Linked DNA regions of Manis javanica: region 2 is linked to region 1. The links are chromatin contacts, called in public Hi-C maps. All regions are on one chromosome and are shown on one strand. Each heading gives the region's core, a stretch centred on a gene start, on an enhancer-like site or on the middle of the called end of the contact. The rest is flanking DNA. Distances are from core to core; before and after follow the strand shown. Region 1 holds the start of AGPAT5 (1-acylglycerol-3-phosphate O-acyltransferase 5). Region 2 holds the start of MCPH1 (microcephalin 1).

Region 1 (7,401 bases), core at 3,277-5,776:
ACGAGCAGCACCCTTCTTGCATTGCACCCTCTGAGCTGCCTTTCTGTCTCCCTCTCCCACTTTTCAGGACCCTGGTGACTACTTTGGGCCCACCTGGCTAACCCAGGATTATTGCCTTGAGGTGAGCTGATGAGCAATTCTAATTCCATCTGTGCCCTGAATTCTCCTTTGCCGTGTAAATTAATGTATTCACAGGTTCCAGAAATTACATGGACATCCTTGGACGGCCATCATGTTTTCTGCCACACTCAATATTTCTCCTTTTAGAAAATATCTTATTTTCCTCCATGAATTCTAGAGTGCCTTTGCTGAGGTCCAGCTATACTCTGCTATCCTCCTTTGTACCTCCCCCTGCAAAAAAATCTAGTTAGATTTTTATTGAATTGTATTAAAGTCATGGTGTGAAGTTAATACTTTAATATCCTAATAATGATAAAAAACAAATTTCCATTTATCATGCTAGAGGAAAGACCATTACATTTCTCTCTATATGTAGAAAATATAAAATGGTTTCCATAATCAAGAGAAAAGTATGCTGTATTACAGATACATAACATATAAGACACATGTTATTTTTCTAGTTTTGTGACATGTCAGCTATTAAAATTTGATTTTTCATGTGAATTTTTTTCAATCTAAATATTCATGTTCAAATCTAATTTTGTATTTATCAACTTGTGCTTTTTCTTAAAGGGCTCCCCACTCCCCAGCAATTTCACTTCTGAGAATTTACCCAAAGAAAACAAAATCACTAATTCAAAAAGATACACATACCCTATATTTATTGCAGCCTTGTTTACAATAGCCAAAATATGGGAGCAACCTGTGTCCATTGACAGATGAATGGATAAAAAAATATGTGGAATGGAATATTACTCTGCCATTAAAAAAACAAATCCTGATTTTCAACAACATCGATGGATCTAGAGGGTATTATGCTCAGTGAAATGAGTCAAACAGAGAAAGACAAATACCGTATGATTTCACTTATATGTGGAATCTAAAAAATGAAACAAACAAGCAAAAGAGAAACAGACCCAAATGCAGAGAATAGACTGGTGGTTGCAGTGAGAGGTGGTGGGAGGATGAGTGAAATAATAGGTGAAGGGGAAAAAAATTAGAATATTTGATAACCTAATTAGGTGATGGTTACATTAGTGTATACATGTGTCAAAATGCAAGCTGTACCCTATGATTTGTGCGTTTTATTGTAAGCACCTCAATAAAAATTTTTTTAGTTAAAGAAAAAAGTAAAATTAGTTGTAATATCAGGAAAGGTTAGGTTATACTGCAGTAACAATCTGAAAACCTCAGTGGCTTACAGTAACTAGTACAAAATAATCACATTTCATCATGTCGCTTCCCTCTTTAAAACCTTTAAGTGGCTTTGCAGGGCCTTTATGATAAAGTCTGAAATTCTCTCATGTCTCCTAAGACCCGCTGTCATGTAGTCCTTCCTAGCTTTCCTTTCCTGACTCAGCTCCCATCACGTTCATCTCCTTCCTCTGCCCCACTTACTTTCTCTACCAATAAACTTCAGACTGGGCCAGGCCATGAGTGTCCTTGAGAATATATAAGGATGTGGTCATGAGTAGCTTTCAGGGGCCCGACTTCCAGATGCTCAGCTTTCCTAAAACCGATCTGCCGATGGAGACTCCTTGGAGCTCCATCCCAGCTTACACCTCACCACGGCCTCCACCCACTTGGCCCACCCAATCTTACCCATTTCCACACTATGCAGGAAAGCAGTAATACGCTTGAGGGTACCAGTGGATAATCGGGCAATTTCTTTTAATTAAGGTACCATTAAGACAGTCATTTCTAATAAAACTTTACTTTTATTTACAATAATTATCAGATTTTGCAATGTACATTGATTACATTGCATATTGCATATTGCTAACAATAGTAATAGCTCAATCTGGATTAAATTTTAACTCTTAGAACCTTGATGACATAATCTGATCAATAAAAGACTTTGAAGCAAAAAAGAATATTCCATTAAGACAAATTGTGGTTGAACTGACATGAAAGTATGTTTTCAAGAAGAAAAAAAAAGGGTCAGTGTAAAATTCTAATTGGTAAAAATCCTAAATATTTTTTAAATGGATGGTGCTGGGTATTGATCACTATAGTACTCATAACCTATAAGGTAAGTTTAAAAGATTTCAGTAAGCACTTTATTATTTATTTATTTATTAAGGTATCATTGATATACACTCATGATGGTTTCACAAGAAAAACAATGTGGTCACTACATTCACCCTTCTTATCGAGTCCCCCCCACATACCCCATTGCAGTCACTGTCCATCAGTGTAGTGAGACGCCACAGTGTCTACTTGTATTCTCTCCATAAGCACTTTATTTTAAATGTCATTTACAACTCATCATAACTTACTTCTTTTATAATTAATTAAACTTATGATAAAAATAATTTTAGATAACTTAAAATGAGGGAAATACATAGTATTCTTTTAAGGGGCATCTTAAAAAAAAAAACGTGTGGCCTGTTACAGTGCTCCACACAGGTCTTTTCAGCCCCTCGAGGACACCATGGACTCTTAGCTGCCACCCTTCACATATGCTGTTCCCACTTGTAAGGCTCTTCCTCTTTCCTCTCACTTTTGGGTCTAGCCTAGTAACTCCACCCTCAAGCTTCATTTTATAACACTACTTGAGAAGCCTTACTCTTCCCCAGACTAAACGAGAGCTCCTTAATACATGTTCCTATAGAACTATGAGCTTTCCCTTGGCATCAAACTTATCCCCAGTGTGATGCCTTGCTAAACGTAAGCACCAGAAAGGCCTCAGCGGGATCACGGTTTTTGCGGTCACATCCCAGAGCCAGTGCATGCAGGCTAGGCTAGCTGTTCTCCTCAGAAGGAACCCTTTCGGGAGAGTGGTGGAAAAGAAAGTCAGATTGCAAGACATTAAAAAATGTACAAGGTGAGAAAGTAGAGGCAGACAGTGTGGGCTGATTATAGCTTAAGAAGCGGGTAGTGGCCGAAAGGGAGCGGAAATCTGTGTGTTGGTACAAAGACAGGAGTGAAGGCCACAGGGAACAACCCAGGAGGTAGGGGCTGGGCTTGGATATAAACAGGGTACAAGAGAGACAAGTTCTGAGTGTCTCCATGCCACGCATTGCACGATGCGCTGACAGCGATGTGGGCATGACTCACGGGAACGACGTCTTTGCACGAAGCACACACATACTGACTTCACGCATACCAGTCAGATGGGAACACTGAACCTTCGGGCTTCACCTCTTGGCACTTTTTCCTAACTGTGGGGTGTCTGGTCTCAATTAAGGAAGCTGAGCAGCCCTGGTTGTGCACATCATCCGCACCCCTTTTTGCCTCCCAAACAAAATCTGGGCCTTACAGTCCAGGGCATTACATTCCACAGGGAGTGCAGGGGAAGCTCTGTCCAAAGACTTTACGTTGTGAGACGCCTCCCATTGGCAACATACTTGTCCAAACACTTGTTCTTTGAGACATCTCTAGTCGCCTGACTGTCCCCCAAGGTCACCACCTGTGAATCATGTTACTACGTACAAAGTAGCCACCATGCTGGCTCTGATTAAATTTGTCCCCTGAAACGCCTTCCTGCCTAAAGTTACCCCACAGCCTTCCTTCCACTAAGAAAAAGTTTTCTCAAAGCACCTGGCATTCTTTTGGAGTACAACTATCCCTGCAAAGGTTGCACATTAACTCACATTTACTGTAGCCAAAGGGCAATAGAAGGATCCAGAAGGCCCCTGGATCTGTTTTTACATCAATAGAACAACTGCCCTGCCTTCCTAGATTTTGTGAAGGTCCCAAACGTACGTCGGTCCTTTTAGTTATTCTACCTGCACACGCACAGGACTCTTGACAACTACAAGAAACACGAGGCTCCTGATAAAAAAACAGAAATCAGCCAAGGGGCAGGCCTGGGGAGGTGAAGCACAGGGACCCTGAACAGTGTCGGGAGCCCTGTAAGCAGGCCGTCCGGCAGGCAGACGTGTGACGATCGCCGTTACGGGCCCGCGACAGGCCGCCGGCCGGAGCCGAGAGCACCCCAGTGACAGCCCCAGGTGCGTCCCGTCGGCCGTCCCGCGGTCAGCCCGACAAGCCCCGCCGGACGCGGGAGCCCTTTGCGGCGGGGCCGGCCAGGTCCCAGGTAAGGGGACGTCTCGGCTGAGGTCGCGTCCCGGGGCGGGCGCAGGGAGGCCCGGAGCGTGTTCCTTCAAGCCGAACCGCGCCCAGGGGCGGGGCAGGGAACACCAGGCGGCCCGGGCCCCTCCTCCGGCCCACGCCCATCTTCGCCCCGCTCCACCCACCAGCAGTTAAGGGGGCGTCACCGCCTCTCCCGGTCAGCGGCTGGGCCAGGCTTTGGCGCATGCGCACTAGCCAGAGCAGGACCATCCGTTCATCCGCGGGTCCGTTGAGCCTCGACTACACTTGACCAATCGGAAGACATGTTGCTTCCGCTGATCCCCGCCCCTGCCGGGGGAAGGGTGACCAATCAGGAGACGCGTTGTTTCCGCTGAGCCCCGCTCCCGTCAGGGGCGCAGGGCGAGGGGAGAGGGTCATGGGGTGTAAGCGCTCCTGAGCTGCCGAGCCCGGGAGGGCCGCGGCGTCCCTTTGGGCCGCAGCCGCGACCGCCGCCCAGCCCCACATCGCCGCCCGCATCCCCTCCGGCGGCGGCGCCGCCCTCGTGGCTGGGGTGGGGGGGGAGGCCGGAGCCGGGGCGCGCTGAGCGTCTCAGGTGCGGCCGGCGACCGGCTGCCCCGGAGGTGAGGGCGGTGGCGAGGCCCGGCCCGGCCCGGTGATTGGTCGCCGGCGGCGGCAGGGAGGCGGCCGGGCGGGGAGGAGCGGGCGGAGAGTCCGGCGCCGCGCCGGGAAGATGCTGCTCTCCCTGGCGCTCCACATGTACTCGATGCGCTGCGTGCTGCCCGCCGCGGTGCTGCTGGGCACGGCCCCCACCTACGTGCTGGCCTGGGGGGCCTGGCGGCTGCTCTCCGCGCTCCTTCCCTCCCGCCTCTACCAGACGGTGGACGACCGGCTCTACCGCACCTACCAGAGCATGGTGCTCTTCTTCTTCGAGAACTACACCGGGGTGCAGGTGAGGCGCCGCACCCGCCGCGCCCTGTGTGGCGTGGGGCCCCGCGGGCGCGCAGGCGGATCAACCGCACCAGCTTGGAACCGTTCGGCACCGCCGGGTCCTTTAGGATCGTTCGGCCCTGCCTGGCCAATCCGCCCCCGACGACACGTGCCGTCACCTCGCCCTCCTACCGTGGGGGGTGGGGGGCGTTTCATGCACTCGCTTTAGGGTTTGGCCGGACGCCCCCTTGCAGGTACCCCAAGATCACTAGGATGTAGTAACATTGTTGTGAGGCTACCAGTGAGATCGACCGCCCCTTCTCCCCCCTTTTTTGTAACGTTCTGTCTTGGAGCTCAGCTAAGTGGGCGCAGATGAACCCTGAAGTAGAGCAGGCCCTTGACGGTTCTTGGCGTTTGGTCTAAAAAGGTGGTAATGTTTGAACTCAAAAGTGCACTTTTAAAAATTGGAGACCTTCTCTTGAAACGGGTTACTGTTAACTATTTGGGCAGTAAGTACGGCTTTGCCCTGCATTCTTCCGCAGTATAAGTGAAAGCTGGGCAAGGAAACGAATACATTTGTTACTGTAGAAGGCTTAACCTAGATAAAATTCCTGCCCACTTCGGCTAGGCTTAAATTTTGTCTGATTACTTTGTCTGTTGCAATTGAATTTGTAGATTAAATCTGTAGAAACGAGTAAAGGATCCTCTTTAGTTATTTGATGTCTCATACGAAAATAACAACTGTGGATTTCCCTTTCATTTCTCCATTTGAAAAAAGAGCTTGATTCTTGGCTGTTCCTTATATCCAGTTAGTCCTTTTTCTTTCTTTTTTTTTTTTTTTTCTCAAATCAGGGTGGGCTAGAGAGAATGGATGACGTTGTTTTATCATTTTCTTCTTTTCTTTTTCCCTCAGAGCAACTGTTTTCACCCTGGTGTCAACCAGCTACTATTGTGACTTTGTAGTTGTACTGCTCTGGATCCCCGATGACTCCGAGTTCGCCCCAGTTGGAAGTTGTTTGGGGGAAGGGAACTAGGAGAAGCCAGGGCCTAACATTTAAACCAGTATCTGTGAGTGTTTCCTGGGAAAGAAGGAAAGGTCGCTCTTCCAGATCATGTTTTCCTAGTAATTAACTTTCACAGTGGGCCTCATTTAAATTTTTCACAAATTCAGACCAGTCGTTTCTCCCCATGCTTTTACTTCACCACACCTGTCTAAGTATATGGTTTTATCGTGAGTATTTAATTTTCATCCTATGGCAGCTGGCCTGGACAGGGATACAGACTCAGACGTCTGACAAAGTCAGTTACCTCTTAGAATAATAATTCTACCTATGGTGGGTTATTTTATTTTTATTCAAAGAACATAGTATGTTCCATGTGATATGAATATGATATGCCTTGGAAGTACTTTGTGTTTAACACATTTCTTATTTTAAAATACACCTGCAGGTTTCACAGTGTTTTTGAATTTGCATTTATTGCCTTTTACCCTGTTCCATGTAGACCTCCACTTTATGTTTTTAAGTTCTCAACATATGTTTTTTTTAAAAATGAATCATTGAGGATCAATGGGGAATTTCTAGAGTCCCAGCAAACTTCAATATGGCACCCACATTAAATGAAATGTTGAATTATAGTTGAGGGCCTCAGACGTCCTTTTATAAATGCGTGAAGATTATTGCTAGATGTCCCATTGGATGCTGGGTAAACATTTTACTACTTTATTTTCATACGCATATTTGAGACAGGAAAACATTTCCATGACTGTTGCTAAAATTGCCATTTATAATTTATCTTTTTAGAACTCCTAGAAACTCAATAGTACCAAAACTCAACTGAGTACTTTCTCAGTTGAGTTTCCTTGGGAAAGGAATAAGGATTTTTAAACTTTTACATATCTCTCTTAATTTAAGACTCACTGTAAATCAACACATGCCTCTTTACTCTTTGTGGAGATACTGATTCAAGTAATTGTATTACTTCCCTGTAGCGTCCATAACAAATTACCTCAGACTCAGTAGCTTAAAACAACAGAAATTTATTCTTTCAAGGCTGTGGAGGCCAAATGCCTGAATCAAGGTGTTTGCTGGCCTACCCTCCTTCTGGAGGCCCTAAGCAAGAATTGTCTTTCTACATTCCTTGACCTGTAGTCCTGTTATTCCAGTGTCTCTGTGGGTTCATTGCCTCCTCTCCTGTCTCCAGTTCCCTTCTTCCTTCTTAGAGGGACACTTGTCCGTGGTTTTAGGGCCCATCCAAATAATCCAGGATGATCTCCCCCAAATTCAAAATCTTAACAAATGCAAAGACCCTTTTTCC
Region 2 (7,401 bases), core at 2,955-5,454, 230 kb before region 1:
CTCCAATCTATTTTAGATTTATTCTTACGAATAGCATGAGATATTAATTTAATTCTACAGTTTTGTCCTATGACACCAATTTCCTAGTGCCATTTATTTAAAAGTCTATCTTTGACCCAGTGATTCGAGGCAATACCTCTATGCTATACTAAATGTCCACACATACTTGGGTTTATATCTGGGCCCTCACCACTAGCCTCCTGATGTTTGTGGAGTCAGGCACCAGGACCACAGTTTTAGTGATGGAGACTTTCTAGTATGTTGTATATCTGGTAGGTTTAGACCCCTTGTAGCTTTTCTTTTTCGGTGGCTTCCTAGCGTGCTTTAGCATCACCTTGTCTAGCTCTATCAAAAGATTGTTGGTATTTTTAAATTGGGATCACATTCAATTAAATTAGGAAGAACAGACATTATGATGCTAAGCACCCAACCCAAGAACCAGAGATGTCTTTCCATTTGCTCAGATCTACTTTTAGGAGTTGTTTTAAAGTTCTTCTCATTGTTTTGAGATTTTGCACACTTCTTGTTAGGTTTATTCTTTATTGTTATTGCAAGTGGAGTTTTCTCCATGGATGGTTAATTTTATTTCTGGATCCTTACTGAAATTGTTTTTTAAGTTAATTTTATCAATGATTCCCTAGGATTTTCCAGATGTGCTATCATGTCATCTAACATCGAAATAGTTTTACTTATTCTTAAGTTCTTATGTCACTGGTTGAATCTCTTATCTAGTGAAGTGCTTCACATCTCACTATATAGGGTTGACTGGTTCTGTAGACAGTGAGCATCATTGCTCTGGATCATAGGAGAAATGCCTCCATGTTTCCCCATTAAGATGAAGTGGCTTTATGTACATTTATTTATTTATGCTGAGATGTAACACCAAATTCCTATTCCCTTGAGTATTCCATCAAGAATGGGTGCTTTTATTTAATATAATTATTGATAAATTTGGATTTAAGTGTACCGTCTGTATGTATATTCTCCTGCTTGCTATATTTTTTTCTCCTTCCTTTTGTTTTTTTGGGAATGGATTATATTTTATTATTTCATTTCCACTTTCATTAGTTTGGTAGTTACACAATATTTAATTTCTTTTCTTGGTTTTCCTAAAGGTTACAAAATGCATCCTTGCTTTATCACACTCTAATAAAAATGAGTACTTTTCACCATTTTCTGTAAAATAAAAGGATCTAAGAGTATTTTTTACTACATAAACTCCTCTATCAATACATCATTACTATCATGCATTTTGCTACATATAAACTGTATTTTAACCTCATAAGACTAGTATTGTTGTTTTATACAAAAAATATTTGTTGTTTATATTTGTATGATCAATAGTCATGTAGATTAACCCACATCTTAGCACTTTTTATTGTTTTATTCCTTCTTGTACCTCCAAGTTTCCATTATAAGAACACTATAAACCCAAATCTGTCATGAAGTTAGATGCAAACATTCTAAGCAAATTTTAGACAAACAAATTTTTAGCAAAACAAATCTGACAATATAGAAAGGGGTACATCATGAGTAAGCCGATCTATCCTGGAAATGCAGGATTAACTCAACATTAAAAAATCAGCCAGTGTAACTCACTATTCACAAATAGAAGAAAAAAATTATATAATCATAATAGTAGATTCAAAGAAAGCATTTGACAAAATCAGACATTCTAATTTTTAGAATTCCTGATCTGAAAAATGGAAAAGCTCTCAGCAAAATGGGAAGAAAAAGGACCTTCCTCAACCTGATACAATGCATCTGTGAAAGACCCACAGCTAACATCATAGTTAATGTTGAAAGGCCAAAGGCTTTCTCCCCAAGATCAGGAAGAAAAGGATAACTGTTCCTACCTGTCTATCCAGCACTGTACACCCAGAGTTGGTATAAAGATTAAAGTGTAAACATTTGAGCTAAAGAAATACAGAAATAAATCTTATCTGAACTTCCCTTATGGGATGAAAGCAGAGCCTCCCAAAAATACAGCTACCATTAGAACCCCTCCCAGGGAGTTTCTTGTGAATTCAGTTGCCAAGGAAACAGACTACCCATTCCTGTGACCATCAAAAAGCCTAATAGAACCCTCTTCAATTTTCAACTGAAGTTCTAAATCTTCCCCTACTACTGGATTTGTTAAGTTTTATATATAAACCTTTTATCTCTGGCTATTAAGGGAGTTATTAAGGGAGGGAGGGGGGTACTCCCCCACCCTCAAGCGCATGTAAATAAACCTTAACTTTTCTCCTGTTAATCTGTCCACCATTAATTTGCAGGGTCCAGTCACAGACCCATGCTGGAAGAAGAAAAGTTTTCCTCCAAACACAGACAACATGACTGTCTTTAGAACATTATAGGGAACGAATGAGAAAAGCTATTACAACTATTAAGTAAATTAGGAAGGTTGTAGAATGTAAGATTAATTCACTACCAATTGTATTTCCATAAATTAACAACCAGAAATTGAAATTGTAAAAAACCACTTACAATATCATAAAAAAATAGAAATGGCTACGTATGACAAAAGTTGTTAGAGGCCCATCCTCTGAAAAATACCTACCATTGCTGAGAGATATTAAAGAAGATGTAAATAAATTTTAATGGATCATAAGGTTCAATATTGTTAAGATGTCGATTCTCCCTTAAAGAGACCTGAGATTCAACACAATCCCAAACAAAATCCCAGCAGGCTTTTTATTGTTTTGTTGTTGTTTTGTTTTTTTTTTCTTTTTCAAATACAACTAGCCCTAAAAGAGAGACCAGAAGACACAGGACTGTTGTTGTTTTTTAGTAGAAACTGACAATCTGATTTTAAGAACAAAGTGGTAGGAATTATATTACCTGATTTCACAACTTATTCATAAAGCTACACTAATCTATATGGTACTGGTGTAAAGATAAATAGCTCAATGGAACAGAGTAAGAAGTCTAAAATTAAACCATACATGTCTGAACAACTGATTTTTACTATGTGCAAAGCCAATGAATGCAGTGGAGGGGGAGGTACAGCTTTTCAACAAATGGTGTTGGAACAATTTGGATGTGGATACCGTATGTGCAAACAAATGAACTGTGGTCCTTACTTCTACCATATTCAAAAATTAACTCAAAGCAGCCTAGCCCTAAATATAAAACCCAAAACTGTGATATTTCTGGAAGAAACCCTAGGAGAAAATATTTTTTGACCCTGAAGGTGAAGAATCTATCAAATACTGAAGTTTTTTGTTAATATCCAGGCCAAAGGTGATTGATTTGCTCTACTTCGTGACTCACTATTTAATTCTAAATCTTCTTAAACTTTAAAAAACCCTGTCAGTTATTTTACCAGCAAACCGGATTTACTCAGGAATAGCAGAGAATCACAATTCTAGACAGGCAAGGTATAGCAGAACTATAGGCAAGTGCTATAAAGAAGCAGGTTATTTTTTGGAGAAGGAGGATGTTAGGAGGGGTTGTTTCGAATAAAGTCCACTGGAGAAAAGCAGGACTTCAGGGTGATAATGGTTTTTCAGCGACTGAGTTGCAGAGGCAGTTGACTTCTTACAGAAGATACAATGTACATCTTTCCCTGTTGGGGTTTATAATTGATGATCACTAGCCAGAAAACCGTTCCCGCTTCAGCGGCACCCAGCAAGGGGGGGCCCTGACTGTAGACGCTGGACTCACGGGCTCAGGCGCGCAGCCCCGCGGCCGAGGCGCAGGGGTGGACGGCGCGTAGGACGTAGGTGAGGAGGGGATGTGGGTGGAGCGCGGGGCGGGGCGAGGGGGCTTAGGTGAAGCGGGGATGTGGGTGGGGCGCGGGATGGGGGCGTAGGCGTAGGTGAAGCGGAGGTGTGGGCGTGGCGTGGGCGGGGCGCCTCCCGAACGCGGGAGGTTTGAAGCCCCAGGCGGCCGAGCGGTGCGCCGGGTGGGGGGCTCTCCTCCCCACGGGGCTGGTCCCGCTCCGGTCTGGACCTGTCCACTCCGGGACTTGTGGGCAGCAGAGTTCGAGGGGGCTGCCGGGCCAGCTGGACCCTGGCCGCGGATCTACGGTCTGGAGTCCCGTTAGTGTGTGAGGTTGGGGGGCCCGCTCCCGCACCTCCGTGGGCATCTGAGATACGGAGGCTCCCTGGCGGGGCCTGAGGTGGAGATGCGGAGGCGCCCCGGGGGTCTCGGCCTAGGGTCCGCCGGCGCGGCCGTGGGTGGGACCCTCCTAGCGGCAGTCCCGCGAGCCTCGGGGTCCGCGAGGCGGGGGTCGCGGGTGGGGGCCCCGAGCCCGCAGCGAGCGCGTTCGCGTAACTGCGAACGGGCAGAGGCGGGCGCCCTCGGGCAGCGCGGACGCAGCGCGCCTCCGCGCAGGAAGAGCACCAAGCACTTTCCGCGGGGTTAGGGTTTAGCTTTCTCCCGCCCCCTCGGGCTATTTAGAAAACGCGGAAGGCAGAGTTACGCGTAGCCGGAGGGGAGCGGCGCTGGAGCGCCCTGCGCATGCTCAGTGCCGCCCGCCTCTGTTCGCGGGACTCCGAGCGGTTCCGAGCTCGCAGCTCCTCATGGCGGCTCCCGGGACGCCAGGGAATCCGGTCCTGAAGGGTGAGGGTGCTTCCTGTTTCCTGGGGAGGGGACAGGCTTAAGGACCCTCATCTAGGCCGCTGCCTGCGCTGGGGACGGGGGATGGGGCTCGCGGGGAGGGGAGTCCGGCCCTCCCGGAAGTCATCCCGGCCCCCGGGGGGGGTTGCCCCCGAGTCCAGGGCCGCCCCCCGCCACCTGGCCCTGCCGAGGAGGAAGGTGCAGTACGTGGCGGGGCACCTGAGGGGTGGCTGAATTTTCAGCCTTCTCCCCGCCCCTCGTGCCTTTGCGTGGCCCGGTGAATTCAGGGGCGTGGAGCAATCATGAAATTAGGCAAAGAAATAGGAGCGCCTCTCCTGTCAGTGTCTATTGTTAGTACCAGGAGCGTCATTACACCGACAGCCGTGCTTATTAATGTATTATGTTTGGGTACTTTTGTGCTACACTCGAAGTTGAGGGGTTTTGTGGCCCTCAAAGCCTAAAGTATTTATTATCTAGTCCTTTACAGAAAACAGACTCTGGTTTGGGAATTTGGATGAGCATAGAGTGTTTAGAATGTAAACATGACGTGTGTGACATGTGTGGGTAAAGTTCTTTGCTTGAGATTTTAAGAACGTGCTCGCACTAGTACTATTTTGAATAGGCTTTTAATAGAATAAATTTAAAATTTACTTTTTAATGTAAGTAGAACAAGAGAAATCTGTTGAAATCCTTGGGCCACGGATGCTGGAATTTCAAATGCATTTCATGCTAACATCTTGTTTATTTTCAGATGTTGTGGCCTATGTTGAAGTGTGGTCAGCCAATGGGACAGAAAATTATTCAAAGACATTTACAAACCAACTTGTGGATATGGGGGCAAAGGTAAAAAATTTTACCATTGCTATACGTATGACAGTTCTCATACACAATGAGATAGATTTACATTTATTTAGGTAGTTAATACTTAAAACACGAAGGATAAGGAAGACAGTGGGTAAGTAAGTGGTGGGAGAAAAAAGGAGACTGTGAGAGGAAGGAATTTAGAACTGGATTATGGACGACCTGGTCTTGGTTGTGAAAGAGGAGATCTAGGAATAAAATACAGGTTCTGCCGCTGGGCACACGTATGGATGCTGTTGATCCAAGTGAGGAACTCAGGGAAAGGAGCAGCTTTTAAGGGAAAGCTTGTGAATCTGGGCATATTGGAAATATCTGATAGACATTGGGGTATACACATCTGGACCTTGAGATAGGAGCGAAGGCAGTGTTCTACGGGTTGAGACCCTAGGGGTCAGGGAAGGCCACCAGAGGGGTGACCACCCAGGCGGTTAGAATGAAATGCTGGAGGCGGAGACCGTTCAGTATTTCTGCAGCCCGTGAGGAGGGGGCCCAGGGGTGAGCTGACCCCAGAAGTGTGTGCCTTTCACTTCTGGGGTTTCAGAATTTCGTCAGGATGGGATTGATACCAATACTTCAGTGTACAGAGAACTGACATTTTTTACGAAATTGGTTCTTCCAACCCATGAACCCATGTGCCTATGGTGATTTGGTTTCTTTAATTTCTTTCAATAATGTTTCAAATTTTCCCTGTCACTTTGATGCTATTGTAAACTCTCTTTTATCCTTTTTCTAAGTGCTGCTGGCATCTAGAAATAATTGTTGTGTACCCACTTTGTGTCCTGAAAGCTTACCAAACTCACTTCGGAATTCTGTGGTGTTTTGGGGGTCTTAAAAAACTACACAGTTGAGTCATGTGCGAACAGTTTTATTTCTATTTCTTGTATTCCTAACACCTTCTGATTTATTTTTCTGCTCCAGCCAGGGCCAGTGTTGAATAAAAAACAGGTAATATCCCAGACATCTTTGGTTACTCTTCTCAAGGAAAAGCTTTGGTATTTCACCTGAAGCAATTTTTTTACCAATTGTCAGATGCTAATTTATAAGAATTTTCCTCATGAATACACTTTTTAATTTCATCAGATGTGTTTCTGCTTGCATTAAGATGGTCACATGATTTTTCTCTTTTTATTAATGTAGTAAATAACAATGTGTTTTTTTTTTTAATGTTAACCAGTTTTACAATCCTGGAATAAGTACAAGTGGTGGGGATGTATTATCCTTTTTAAATATTAATTGATAAGAGTTTGCTAATATTTTGTTGAGTTTTCCATCAAATTTCCAGGAGTGACACTGGCCCTTTTGTGCAGGACCTTTACGTGATTTAGTGCTAATGACGTGCTGACTCCAAAACACAAGTTGCAGCTTTCTCTTTTTTATTCTAAGTTTCTGTAAGATTCATATTTTTCTCTTAGATATTTGATGTAATTTGCTGATGAAGCCACTAGTCATGACAGCTTTAATTTGATAATTACAGGATTAATTATCTTATTTCTTCTAAGTGCTTGCAAAAAGTTGGTGTTTCTGTTTCTTTTCTTCTTAGAGGTTTATCCATTTCATCTAAATTCTCAAGTTTATTGGCTCAAAATTGTTCATAGTATACTGTTCGAATGTTTCAATGTTTTCGTGATCTGTATTGATTACTCCTTGCTAATACTGGTTATTTGTGCCATTTCTTTCAATTCCCTGATAATGTGGACCTGGGTTTTTATTGATTTCATTAGTTTTCTTGTAGAGCCAACTTCTGATGTTTGGGATTCTCCTTTCTGCATTTATTTTTTATTTTACTAATACAGGACTTATTTTTATTATCATCTCACTCGCTCTTTGGTCTTAGTAGCTGTCCTTTTTCCAGAGACCCAAGAGAAAGTTCCACACGGGGGTTTCAGTTCAGCAAAGCGAAAGGAGAGTGTGCCCCAAAGCCAGAGGAGCAGGCTGGCCCCGATGGTGGGCGGCCCCCCACCCAGGTTCCCCACTGTG

Evidence for each region. Hi-C and Micro-C count contacts between places; a contact is called where the count stands out from the background.
Region 2: a contact with region 1 is called in a Hi-C map of blood, with 6 times the contacts expected there. The contact joins the promoter of MCPH1 here to the promoter of AGPAT5 in region 1. A contact is called at or near these places in 2 of 2 Hi-C or Micro-C datasets (blood and fibroblasts).

Annotation. Positions count from the first base shown.
Region 1 is chr12:107,477,536-107,484,936 of MJ_LKY, reverse strand. AGPAT5 (1-acylglycerol-3-phosphate O-acyltransferase 5) reads left to right here and starts at 4,526. Exons shown (of 8, transcript XM_017681097.3): 1 at 4,526-5,107. The coding sequence starts at 4,889.
Region 2 is chr12:107,705,080-107,712,480 of MJ_LKY, reverse strand. MCPH1 (microcephalin 1) reads left to right here and starts at 4,204. Exons shown (of 14, transcript XM_073219223.1): 1 at 4,204-4,566; 2 at 5,315-5,406. The coding sequence starts at 4,527.